3 separate regions of the Zea mays genome follow, and regions 2 and 3 are each linked to region 1. The links are chromatin contacts, called in public Hi-C maps. All regions are on one chromosome and are shown on one strand. Each heading gives the region's core, a stretch centred on a gene start, on an enhancer-like site or on the middle of the called end of the contact. The rest is flanking DNA. Distances are from core to core; before and after follow the strand shown. Region 1 holds the start of LOC100285653. Region 2 holds the start of LOC100194347. Region 3 holds the start of LOC100192838.

What was found. A called contact is a pair of places that touch in the nucleus more often than the background predicts.
Region 2: a Hi-C map of tassel shows a contact between it and region 1, with 2.5 times the contacts expected there. The contact joins the promoter of LOC100194347 here to the promoter of LOC100285653 in region 1. A contact is called at or near these places in 2 of 25 Hi-C or Micro-C datasets (ear and tassel).
Region 3: a contact with region 1 is called in a Hi-C map of leaf, with 5 times the contacts expected there. The contact joins the promoter of LOC100192838 here to the promoter of LOC100285653 in region 1. A contact is called at or near these places in 3 of 25 Hi-C or Micro-C datasets (ear, leaf and tassel).

Annotation. Positions count from the first base shown.
Region 1 is chr8:147,707,990-147,712,312 of Zm-B73-REFERENCE-NAM-5.0, forward strand. It overlaps LOC100285653, which reads right to left and starts at 2,214. Exons shown (of 21, transcript NM_001158544.2): 1 at 1,861-2,214; 2 at 522-601; 3 at 344-430. The coding sequence starts at 1,978.
Region 2 is chr8:147,226,659-147,230,981 of Zm-B73-REFERENCE-NAM-5.0, forward strand. It overlaps LOC100194347, which reads left to right and starts at 2,167. Exons shown (of 14, transcript NM_001359459.1): 1 at 2,167-2,771; 2 at 3,592-3,696; 3 at 4,190-4,306. The coding sequence starts at 2,280.
Region 3 is chr8:147,989,162-147,993,484 of Zm-B73-REFERENCE-NAM-5.0, forward strand. LOC100192838 reads left to right here and starts at 2,152. Exons shown (of 11, transcript NM_001138029.1): 1 at 2,152-2,310; 2 at 2,430-2,608; 3 at 2,947-3,067; 4 at 3,213-3,262; 5 at 3,418-3,485; 6 at 3,742-3,840; 7 at 4,298-4,323. The coding sequence starts at 2,240.

The DNA.
Region 1 (4,323 bases), core at 964-3,463:
GCAGGAAAAAGCAAGTGTGTTTCAACATCTCATATAGGACATATTTATTCTTACATATATTCTTGTGATTAGTTATTTTCTCCTTACATTCTTAACATACTCAAATAACGTAAAGACAACAAGGATGTCCTCCCCCACCCCCACCCCTAAATTTAGCACAAGACGTCAACACCAACATCAAGTGAACTATTTCATCTTCTCAATATTTGTATCGCGAAGAATGTCGTTATATGGCTATTTAACAAACTGAAGTTATGATTATACAATATTAAATACATATACGAATTTGCAGTTCAACACAACAAATCAAGGTCTGACAGAAAATATTATCGATTATTCTTACCTGATAGATCTTTCCAGTGGTTATATTATTGTCCCGAGTAAGTTTAATGTCCAAAAATCTCTCGTAATTACCAAGATCCAAGTCCACCTAACAGGCACAAAATAAGTACTTAAATTAGATGGGTTAACAAGTGCTGTGCCTAGCAAAATTTGACTTTGTGACATGTCAATATCAATACCTCGCCACCATCATCCAGTACGAACACTTCACCATGTTCGAATGGAGACATAGTCCCAGCATCAGTGTTAAGATAAGGATCTGCATATTCAGGTAATTCAATGAGAACATGTCAACCACATGAAGACGAACACAAGCAACTAAAGCATCAGTGCAAGCAATAGCTGGCTTGCCACCATAGATTTTACAATGGCAAAGGTCACAATCAAGGCACAAGGGCAACATTAGTACAAGAGTCACAAGGCAACAACAGCAAAAACAAAGGGTATAGGTGGGTACTGGATAAGAATAAGTATTGCCAATCAAAACATGTAACATTAGATTGAATTAAGTCAAAAGATACCGCAGTGCAGAGCTGGCATCCATAGGTTCGTGGCATGAAGATAACTAAATCAGCATTGGTGTCATGTGATATCTAAATCAGCAGCGGCAAGCCCTCTATAGCATAATATATCTGGAAGACAGAGACAAGCATAGGAGGTGAAACCTAGTCTTCTCCAACTACCTTGTTTCCATGGCCACAGCATCGAGAACCAAAAATTGTGCTCAACTAATGAGAGTCGAGGCAAATTTATGGGCATCCAAAAAAGGCAAATTTATTGTCCCAAACGTGAACATATTAAGCCATTTCTGTTAAAAATACTAAAGAGAACATATTGCCGGAGGCACTTGCCCAGGCATAAGCGCTGACGACCAACCAGTGAAGTAAAATAAACCACAATGTTCTAGAATATCAGGCAAATCATGAATAAACCACCATTGTTCAAACTCCAAAGATTTATGGCTTAAGCAGAACATTCCCTAAGACCACTACAAAGTCAAATGGAAGTGTCATCCCTCCATAAATATATTCTTCTCCTAAACAATATCAGGAGGAAGGGAAACCCCATTCGCACGAAGGATAACCCTGAGTAGGTGGCCACCCAACTATAAAGCAGTCTTTGAAGGAAAAGAACCACAACGTCTTTAAGTGGCAAGATTGGCAAACTTATCATGAAAATCAGAGACCAGTTTTGACAACATATCCTCCAAACCAAAGGCACCAACGAATACAACGGCAATAGCACTGAGCGGAAGGTTCAAAAGAGGGACTTTTCACCTAACTCGACCAGGAACCCGGGTCCTCCGCACACCAACCTCCACCCACAGTCCCCGCCACGAGTATCGCTCCAAAACCAAATCTTTTGCCGGCCCATGTTGCCGGAACGGATCGAAAGCTCAGAACCACCCCCAACCTTAGGTCGAATGACAACCCTAACGCGCCGTTCCAGGTTTTAAAACGGAAGGTACGCGCGGTTCGTTTAGGTAAGGAGGAGACGGCGGCGGCGGGGGACACGTACCAATCTTAATGGACGTAATGCGGAGGCCGCACGCCTTCAGGACGACGCCGATGCTGCTGGCTGTAACGCCCTTGCCCAGGCCGCTCACTACCCCGCCGGTGACAAGGACGTACTTCATTTCTCCTTGTCCGGGAATCTCGGGCCCGACAAATCCGCCGCCGCCGCCCCACCTCCTCAATCCCCTGACCGGAGCGACAGTTCGTGACAAGAAAACCGCGCGTTCGCACGGACACACGAGCTGGAGTCCTCGACGCGGGCGCTCGTGCGCGCGGGCAATGGAGGTTTTAGGAGGTGAGAGGGAAGAGAAGGGAGTGGAGAGACAATGGAGGCAAGGCGGCTGTGGGGATAGACGGAGGAGGGGTTTGGAAAGGGAGGGGGCCATTTATACGCCCAAATCCCTCAATTCAACATTTTTTCCAGACTTGCCTTTGTGAATCGTCTGGGCTTGGCCGCTTTAGGTTCAAAACTGCACACAGTCACACACAAACACGTAGATATATAGACACGCCATCAGCTATGCGTACATAGGTCTAGCAGTCTAGAGTGAAAACGAGCATATATGGATGGATAGATAGGCTCTGTTTGGCACAGCTGCTGCTTGTTGAAAAAGCTGCTTATCTGATAAGCTGGTAGAAAGCAGCTTCTGCTTGTTGGTTGCTTTTAGTTCATTTTGAGAAGCTGCTGAACTGATAAGCTGCTGCAGAAGTTGTCTGTTTGGCAGAACTTCTGCTTAAATTTGTGAAGAAACTGAAAATAAGCTGTGCCAAACAGGGCCATAGTAGATCATTCAAAATCATATCCTATCGTATTGTATTTTAATCGGATTCGGGATTAAATATAGATAGTTACATACGGAACATATATGGATTCATAGACCGGATATTTATTTGGTGAATAGGTGATTGATATAGATATTATTTGGTCCGATAACATGAATTGCTTATCGTTTGTTCCAATTTAGTTCGCGAACAAAACAATTATAGACGAGCATTGTATGGAACATAGTTCAACATAATAATATAGCAATAAATTTAGATCATACAATAGTCCAATAAAATTCAAACATGATGACAAGATTCGAATCACATAATAGTCTAATACAACAAAAGCTAGTTTTCAAATAGCATAAGATAGTCTAATACAACAAGAGATAGTTCAACACAATAGTTCAGGGAAGCTGTCATAAGCACTGATAGTCAAATTGGTAAACAACTTGTCACATATTGCTCCATTCTCTTTTCTCTTCTCACTCATTATAGTTTCCGTGAAGGTTGACATCATCGACTTCAATGGGAGTTTCCTCGCACATGTATCGATTTTGCTGGTGCTAATCCTATTATACTTATGATAACAAAGGTGATTGTTTTATACATCCACTTAGTTTTTCTACATTTTCCTGATCTTTTTTACCACTATCATCTATCAATTAAAGCTACTTATTTCCTATGTTGATCACTTTCCTAGAGACACTAACTTGAATTGGATAGGCGACCGGGTTGTTAAGTTAGTTGTCAAGAAGAAACTTAAGTAGGAACCTTTTCCTTGCCATTCCACAGTATATGGTACTTACATCGAATGATTTGCCCAATTTAAATTTTTGCAAATACAACATCCTTAGTGTCCATTTGACAAGCTCAAAGTCATTGGTCGGCATCACAGTGATTATATTAGAGATTCAATATGATAAGGTCAGCATTTATAAGTTCTATAGATCTTCACTTTCTCTGCTTGTTCTATATTTCACCATCCTGACTGATTTTTATCCTATTAGGGTCGAGATGTATATATATAATAGTAAGCACTCATCACTTCCATTAATGTGTTCTTCTGTAGATAGTAGCGAGGAAAAAAATAAGGGTGTAATTACTGTTCTAAGGGTGCAATTGTGATGAAAAAATGTTCTTCACCTACCAACGCGAGCCCCCGATAGGACCTCGTCGTTGACCCGGCCATGGTGTCTGTCACGCTCGTCACCTGCAGGGGCCTCTATCTAGGGCTCAACACTAGGGTTGGAAGTCAGGCGAGTAGGACACTGGTATATGGTTCGTGAACCCATACCCGCAAGACAAAATTCAACTCATATCGTACCCATACTAATCGGTTGCCCGTGCGTTGCGACGGCTTACAATAATACCCACGTAAACTATCCATAAAAAAATTCAAGATTTTTTATCGATTGTCTCCGCTCTCTGTATACTATTTTTTGATTTGGCTAACTGATGTTATTGTTTACTCCATGCAATATGTCTTGGTACAACACGACCAATGAAGTGAGCGATTAGAAAATAGTTCACAACGACTGAATGAACAAAGATTATAAAATGACATAATTCCATCATACAGAGACCAAATAAGACAAAATTTGTGAGTTCAAGTTTCTAAAATAAGTCCCATGAAGTCAAACTTATAAAAAGATAGATCAAAATATGGAGTGATTGCTAAAGTCAAGCATCAATAAAAACC
Region 2 (4,323 bases), core at 917-3,416, 480 kb before region 1:
CGAATGGTCGGGTACTATATTTAGAACCCTATACTTCGAGTTCTAAAGTGGTTTAACGAAATTTGATAAAACATGACCTTTGTTGCAGGCTGTTTTTCTCCCATAAGCCATATAATTCGAAATATCACCTCATTTAAGACCCTTGTTGAAGATGCTCCCGAATTTTTTGTTTTTTAGCCCCTTTCGTGACAAAAATTTACGTTTGGACCCCCAGAAATTTTATTTGCACGTTTGGACCCGATGCTCGGCGCTATAGGTTGTGGCGCCGAGGTAACACAGCTCGGCGCCACAGCCTATGGCGCCGAGCTGTGACGTGGCAGCAACGGCTGCTTACGCCTAGGGCTGACCTGGCACTGACGTGGTGGCGGCGCGGCCTCGTAGCTCGGCGCCACAGATCTTGGCGCCGAGCTACGAATTCCTATAAAAACGCCCGCAAAAGTAACATTCCCATAAGCATCTATCTCCACCCTTCCTCCATGGTATAGTGTTACTAGGCTGTCCATCTATTACAAAAATGGATTACTAACTCAATAATGGCTATATACTTAAGCCTACTAACTTACTAAGTAATAAATATATATTAACTAATAACTATATAGTAAATATTAAATGAACACATCAAACGAAATTACATAATATATAAATAATGTACGAAAACAATATATACCTGAGATCGCGTACGAGTCCAGCTAACGGTGGAGAAGGTCAAGTCGGACGAACACCTACGTACAAAAAAACCTATTGTCAATAAAAAATTTGGCAGCACCTCCCCTATAAAGTGATGTTTATAGAACCTGCGAATAAACGACAACACGATGGTTGCCAACACAGAAAACATGTAATATCAATGCGCTAAACAAAATGCTAACTATATAATCACTAAGAATTTACTAAACACTAACAATATACTAAGCAAGAAACTAGCTAACTATTTTAATAAACACTAACAACAAAATATCTAACTATTTACTAAACAATAAATAAGTGGATAGCTAACTAATTACTAAACACTAACAATAGCTAACAGTTTACTAACTAAGAAATTAAAAAAAATCGGGCGGCAGTGGGGGCGGGAGCTGCCGGGGCCGGAGCGGGCGAGCAGGCGCGGTGGCCGACCGTTGGCGAGCAGGCGCGGTGGCGAGCGCCGGTCCCGTGCGCGCGGCGGCCGGTCCTGGCGAGGTGGTCGACCGTTGGCGAGCGCCGGTGCCGTGGTTGGCCGGAGCTGGGCGGGCGGGCGAGCTCGGCGGCCCTCCGGAAGCCAAGAGGGCGGGTTGGCCGGAGCTGGGCGGGCGAGCGGGTTGGCCGGAGCTACGACGGCGGGTGGCGGCGATTTCCACTCGGGAACGGCGGCAGCGGGTTTGCGGTTGAAGTGAATTCAACAGAGAAGAAACGCGCAGAGAGAAAGGTGGTTTGCGGTTATTTCCTAGCTCGGCGCCAGGATTTGTGGCGCCGAGCTAGGTGCTACGCGGACTGCCACGTCACACAGCTTGGCGCCATAGGCTGTGGCGCCGAGCTGTGTTACCTCGGCGCCACAACCTATGGCGCCGAGCATCGGGTCCAAACGTGCAAATAAAATTTCTGGGGGTCCAAACGTAAATTTTTGTCACGAAAGGGGCTAAAAAACAAAAAATTCGGAAGATGCTCTTAGAGCATCTCTAAAACGTGACCTATAAAAATATCATATAATTTAAAAATTATTATATTTTATAGAATTTAGGGTATCAGCAAAACATTTTAAAGACTCAAATCTAGATTACAGGACAACTCACTATGTAGTATATTTGAGACACTCGAGAATGTGCTCTATAATTTTTTGGACCAAATTTTATAAAATAAGACACTGTTGAAGTAGTTTTTGCTTTAAAGGGCTCCACATTTCAATTTAAGGCAACTGTTCGATAAATTATTGGAGATGTTCTTACACTCTGTTCGCTGTCATTGACCAACCTCGCCACGCCTACCAAATGCCGCATCCCAGTCGTTCATCCTGGCCAAAACCACGTCGAACCAACGGCCCATATTTCGCAATCCCCTTCTCGTCCCCTTCGCGAAGAAGCATCATCCTCCATACATCCCCTCGTCCGCGGTCTCACATGGCAGTGGCATGAGCTGCTTCTCCCCGAAAAAAACGTTTAAATAAAAAACAAAACATAATTATAAACCAACACGCCTGCCACCGACCGATCAGACGACCCCTTCCAAGAGGAAATCCACCACCGCGGCCGGGGCCTCCCAGGAGATCTCGCCGGAGGCCGCGGCAGCGGCGGCGGTGGGGGGCGATGGCGCTCAACATGAAGACCCTGACGCAGGCGCTGGCGAAGGCGTCGGCTGTGATAGAGAAGACGGTGTCCACGACGGTGCAAGAGGTGACGGGCCCGCGCCCGTTGCAGGACTACGAGCTGCTGGATCAGGCCGGGTCCGGCGGGCCGGGGCTCGCGTGGCGGATCTACACGGCGCGACCGCGGGATGGCGCCCCCTCGGCGCCCTACCCCGTCGTCTCCGTCTGGGTGCTGGACAAGCGCGCCCTCGCTGAGGCGCGGGCGCGGGCGGGGATGTCGAAGGCGGCCGAGGACGCGTTCCTCGACCTCGTCCGCGCCGACGCGGCGCGGCTCGTGCGCCTGCGCCACCCGGGCGTGCTGCACGTCGTGCAGGCGCTCGACGAGACCAAGGCCGCCATGGCCATGGCCACTGAGCCCGTCTTCGCCTCCGTAGCTAACGCGCTCGGGTGCCTTGACAATGTTGGCAAGGTGCCCAAGGAGGTCAAGGGCATGGTACGACTGATCGTGTTTTTGTTTAACTCTGTGTGTCATCGACCTTTGGCAATTTATTTACTGCTAGGAAGGTTACAAGACTGATTAAAGGAAAGTTTTGTCGTGTTTTCCTACTTGTTACTTGTTGCTGCTGCATTCAAAACTGGCTAGCAAGTTAAGGCGATTAGGGTTGGTATGGGAGTGGAAAACTCGCTATTGTTTCTGGTTTTAGCTGTTCATGCCATTATTGATTAGCAAATGTCATAGAATTACAGAGGCATGATCTGAGAAGGTATCATTTATGTTTCTAATGCAGCATTTGGCAGTGTCACATCCAGAAAAGCTGCATAATGAGTGTATTTTTTTTTTTTGTACTTCTAACATTTTGCAACAAACCTTCCTTAAAAAATGGCATCCTTGTCATACCAATGTATCAAAATTTGTATGTTTCTCTAAGAGTTTACAATACATAGTTATTTTACTTCCTAAGTTATACACCACTGATTTGTAAAAACCCTCCAAGATTATCTGACCTCACATCTTACACTGTCCCTGCCACTGGCGTTTGGTAGGATTTCAGATAATCGGAATTGTATTCAAACATGAGGTTTGACTGTGAGATTCTTGCGATTTTCTACTGTAAAACTTTTAGTTTACAATCAGGTATCCTGTGGATTTGGAACTTTTCAGGCCATATAAGTGGTGATTGATGCCTGTAGATTCTTTGTTCCTTGCATTTCTGTGTATTGAGTGGTGCCTTAGTCATAGCAATAGTTTGGACAGCCAAAGCATGATCATATTTTTAATTCAGCAGTTTGCTAATTTCTTTCTTGTGTTTCAGGAAATGGGGCTACTTGAGATTAAACATGGGCTGCTACAAGTTGCAGAGACGTTGGATTTTCTTCATAACAATGCTCATCTTGCCCATCGAGCTATATCGCCTGAGGTTCCTCACACCACCATTCTTCTGCATTTATAATTTTCTGCTTGTTCCTTTTCTGTTATTGAGTATTGAGATAATTGATTCGCTCTGTCCTTTTCCTCTTACAATCCCAATGTTTTTGTGTTCTCTTGTCATTTTAGCGTAGTCATTCTGCCTTGCCGCAGTCCCCCTTGATGATCCTAAGGTCACTCTTAGGCTTGCTATGTATTGTAGTATATGATGCCTTTTGTACTTGCACTTATTTGCTGAAAAACTCAATGCTTTCTTGGACATTATTTTTCCCTCAAATTGCAAATTGGTTTGTTCACATTGTTCTCTATATACTGAACCTTTAATGTATGTTGCTCTCTGAACTGATGGCTTGATGGCTTAGCACCACATGGGATCTAATATCTCTGCAGAATACCTAATGGGTTTGATGTTACTTGCTTGTTATCCATTATGCCAACAACAAGTTGTACACTAGTGTACTTTACTAATCTTGCTTCTTTTACAGACGGTATTTATAACTTCTAACGGGTCTTGGAAGCTTGGTGGGTTTGGTTTTGCTCTTTCGGTTGATCAAGCAGCAGTTGGTTTGAGTTTGACTTCATCACAACTATTTCATTATTCGGTTAGTAAGTGATATAC
Region 3 (4,323 bases), core at 902-3,401, 280 kb after region 1:
TGAATCCGAAGGTACCTGTCTATAAACCATACTTGGAAGACATTATTAAATTACGTTTTTGAGGACCTTCGGAAGACGAAGGCCCCCAACACCTGGGAAAAAACAAAAGGCCATTAGGCCTGGCTAGCCTCTTGGCTTGGCCCATCCTCGGCCTTCGCCCACTGGCAGTAGGGGGCGGGCGTGCCCTGGCCGCAACCTGGGCTTAGGCCGCTGTTTCGGCCCATGCGCGAGAGTTACCCCTCTTGCCTTGATCCCCGCCGTTAGTTCAAATCCGACGACCAGGATCTGTCTACATAATGTAGCAGCGCTATAACTAGCTAGTTATTCGGAGGGGTGGAAAACCCTAATCATTTTCTCCTCTTCCCCATCGTAGCGGTCAACGGGCGGCTCTCTCTACTCTCTGTTCTTACTATTGACAGTTTCCAGCCATCCTCTGTACACGCGCCGCACACTCTTGTGTTCTGCTCGGCCCAACCGAAACGATCGTCGTCTTTTTCTCTAGATCTCACCTCTTCTAGCTCTGTCGCTTGTGCACTGGCCAGAGCGGACCCTCGGCCCCTTCCGCCGGTGGACGTGTCCCTTCGGATGGGTCGTCGAACGGGTGCCTCGCGGTGGTTGATGCTCCCAACGACGTGATAAGACTGTGGCTAGTGTGGTCGTGAGGTGAACTGTCAGCCTCTTGACCGTTTCTCTGTGACTTCTATACACCCGGATCTAGTTCTCTTTAATCGATTCCCATACTGTGTGTGTATGATTGTATGGAATGTATCTAATGTATTATTTAGGATCGAGTTTTGAGTTGATAAATGCGTAGATCTAGGTCCCTGCGTTATTTTTGTGATGGTTTGTATGCATTTTTATTTGGGGAAATAGTTAGGGTTTTCTATCTCTAATCTGTTCCTGGTGTTATCTTATTCTGTTTGCTTAACTCGAATCCAACAGCCTTGAGCCCTTGAACGCGATCACTGTGACCTGATCTAGATGAACTAGGGTTAGGTAACCCTAACCCTTAGATGTCGAGTTCACTGATCTGTCAGTTTACTAGTTTGAGCCATGAGACCCTCTGGGTCCTCGATATGGCTGAAACAGGGTTAGAAAACCTAACCCGATATCTATTCTTACTTCTTGACTTTCTCTCTTTGATCTAATCTCAACTTTATCACTTTGATCTAATCTCTGTTCTCGGGGTGATAGAAATGAAGAAACTGAGTCTAATCACTTTGACCCGAGACCTTTCTGTGATCTCAAAATCAAAAGCGGATTAGGAAACCTAGGGGTCTTAGGGTGGCTCTGATACCGTTGTTAGATTCTATGGTGCCTATGATCGATTCCTAAGCCCCTATAATACCAATCAGTAACTAGTAAACCTCGATGACGAGTAGATCTGTTCTACTGAGAGGAATAAGGAAATATACCTTCGTTGTTGTTGTGTTGACGCGTCCTAGCGAGGTAGTTGTGGAGCATGGTCGCTGCTTTCGGTGTCACCTCCATTGCTCCTGTAGAGGAACAATATGCACCGAAATCCGAGCCTCCCTTGGTTGTCGCGCTTCCAGTCACTCCGATGCCTAAGCGATGGGACCTCTGTGGATTAGGGTTTCTGGGCGAGATACTAACGTTGGCTTTTCCTACGACCCTTGATCCTTTATATAGCGTCATGTGACCGGGGGCTCCAACCGAGGTTAGCATGGACAGTCCCAATAAAGGGCCCGATTAAGGAGATAATTAGTTGAGTTAACCCAATTTGGTCTCTGATGACCAGCTGTAGAGATACACTCAACAAGCTAGGTGGACTATTTTTGAGACAAAATAAAGAGTTATTAGAGTTGTGTACATTTTTTTGGGGTATTTAGAGTTTTGGAAAGAATTCAATATAACAATATTTTAGAAGAATAAATATTGGGAGCTATTAGAGATGTTCTAAGTTTTTATGTTTTTTTTCTAAAAAAGGGAGATCTTAGGAGAGCTTTTGGAGATGCTTTTAAGCTATTTCCAGTAGATCTCTTATTCTATTTTAAACTCTACATTATAATTATTGTTAAACAATATTACCAACAATTATGTGTCTTATATTTTAGCCTATCTATCATGACCGTATTTTTACACGCCAATAGAACATGGAGATCTTTTGCTCTCACGCAAGACGCAACAAAAGGTTTGGATAGAACACTCTGCTTCCCCGTCCTTCGGTCTAGCCCGAGTGGACGTAGGAAGGGACGAGGGGTCTTGACGCCGGCGAGCCATGGCGGGGGCTCTCCTCTCCTCTCCGCACACTCTCCCGAGCCCCACATCTCAGTCCCCGTTCCGCCCCAGGCACGCACTCCCTCTGCCGCTTACACGATTCCCTGCTCGCCGCCTATTCGTGTTACTGTGCACAGAACACCCACCCTCCTTGACTGCGCTCCTGATTTTGGTTCCTGGGGATTGCGCAGGAGCAGGGGACCACTCCACGCTGGGGCAGCGCGTGTTCTGCCACCGAGGAGGAGGGCCTTTGTGCTCGCTTCGTGCTCTCGCGAGCCTGCCGCTAGGAACCGCGGGTTGGAGGTGGAGAGGAGGCGCCTTCTCATGTCCGGGCTCGTGTCTTCTTTCGCAATCATGCTCCCCATTTCAGGTAGTGTTCATGGGATGTCTCTCTACTTCTCATGGTTCATTCACTCGGTTCGGGTCTTGTGGACGGAAGAATTAGCATTTCTACTTTCTGCTAATTTCCACACACTGAATTTGTCAGACGTGTCAGTTTTGAGGCATGTGATTGCAAAATTTAGAGTAAGTCCATGACATGTACTGTTTTTATGATTGTGCATAATGTGCTACACATTTATCTATTGGATCTCCTGTTTTCTATTTATAACTCTCTCATTCTCCCGAGAGGCCATTCTTTGACAGTTCTTTTCTTGAAAGACCAATTCTTGAATGATCACAAGTGCTTTGCTCGCAACGATTCTGTAGAAGCATATGCTGTCATGGAGACTGATGAAGACGTGAAGATGAACACACAAATTGATGAGATCAATGCATACTCTTTTCTTTACCCGGTGGAACTGCCAGGGAAGAAATTTACCTTCAAATGGTATTTCAGTTCCCTGCACTACAATATTTTGTCCAATCTACTCTTTTTCAGTCTTAACCTGTTTTTTGCGTACTTATTGCCTTCTCATGGGCACTAGGATAAAACTTTTCGCTTACAAATTACTATCCTATTATTCTGTTCCTAGGGTAGAGTCCAGAAAACCAGAGCGATATTCCTCTGCAGCGCCACTATCGCGTGAGTAGCTTCTGGCATAACAATGATAAGGAATGGTCTTATTACTTTGTTCACACGAATGAACTAGATTATTGAGCACAAGGACTTCCACAGTTACACTTTTTGGAATATCCATATATTTCGTAATGGCGCAAGCTGACTAGGTCTCTATGCAGCTGATGCAAGGCAACGTATCGTATCAGAGCGAGTTGACATGATACACAATGTTGTCATCTCGGTCTCGGTAACTTCTCAAATACTCTATGATACTAGGAAATGCATAAATCTGCAATTTGTTGGGTTGTACTAACCCAATGTCATGTTTTAATATTTAAGTTTCTGTTTTTTTTTTTTTTGCAAATTGCTGTCTGTGACTAAATATTTCGTTTTCGGTGAAAATTGTTATGTGGCTTGATTATCTGGATGGGAAATACATTAATTGAAACTCTGAAAAACAAATTTGATTATACGCAGTAACATCCATAATTTTTTGGGTGCAGATTGGGCCACCGAATTCACGTTTTTTGCCTTCAAAAGACAAGAGCTCGTGGGATCCAAAAGATGTTGCTGATTGCATTTTATCTGATAGATCTACCATGGTACATACTTGTGTTTTGGGCTTTCTTTTAAATATGTTATTTCTTGCATTCCTTAAGCTAAATTGTGTACGACAAACTGTATAAATTAATAAAAGGACTAAAATCCAAGTAGTTTATCGGATACACCAGAAAGCAAATAAATGCAGAATTTTAAGTTCTTATTATGTTCCTTAGTTATTATCTCTCTGTGTTTCATAAGAAACATGCACAATGTCTCATGGAGTGAAGCAAGGATAAGCATGATAGAACTCTCTGTTATGCACTAAGCAGCTAATACATCTAGAAAGCTAAATTCAATCAAGCATAAATTTAAACTTAGATGAGCTTTAGTGTTTTATAAGAAACATGCACATTGTCGGTTGTTGATAAACTGAAAAAGGTTTTAAGATCCTTGAATGAAATTTTAATGTCGATATTTGACATATTGATTCTACAAACGACCTTTATCACCTTGTAGAAGGTGACAACTGGCCAGCGCATGAC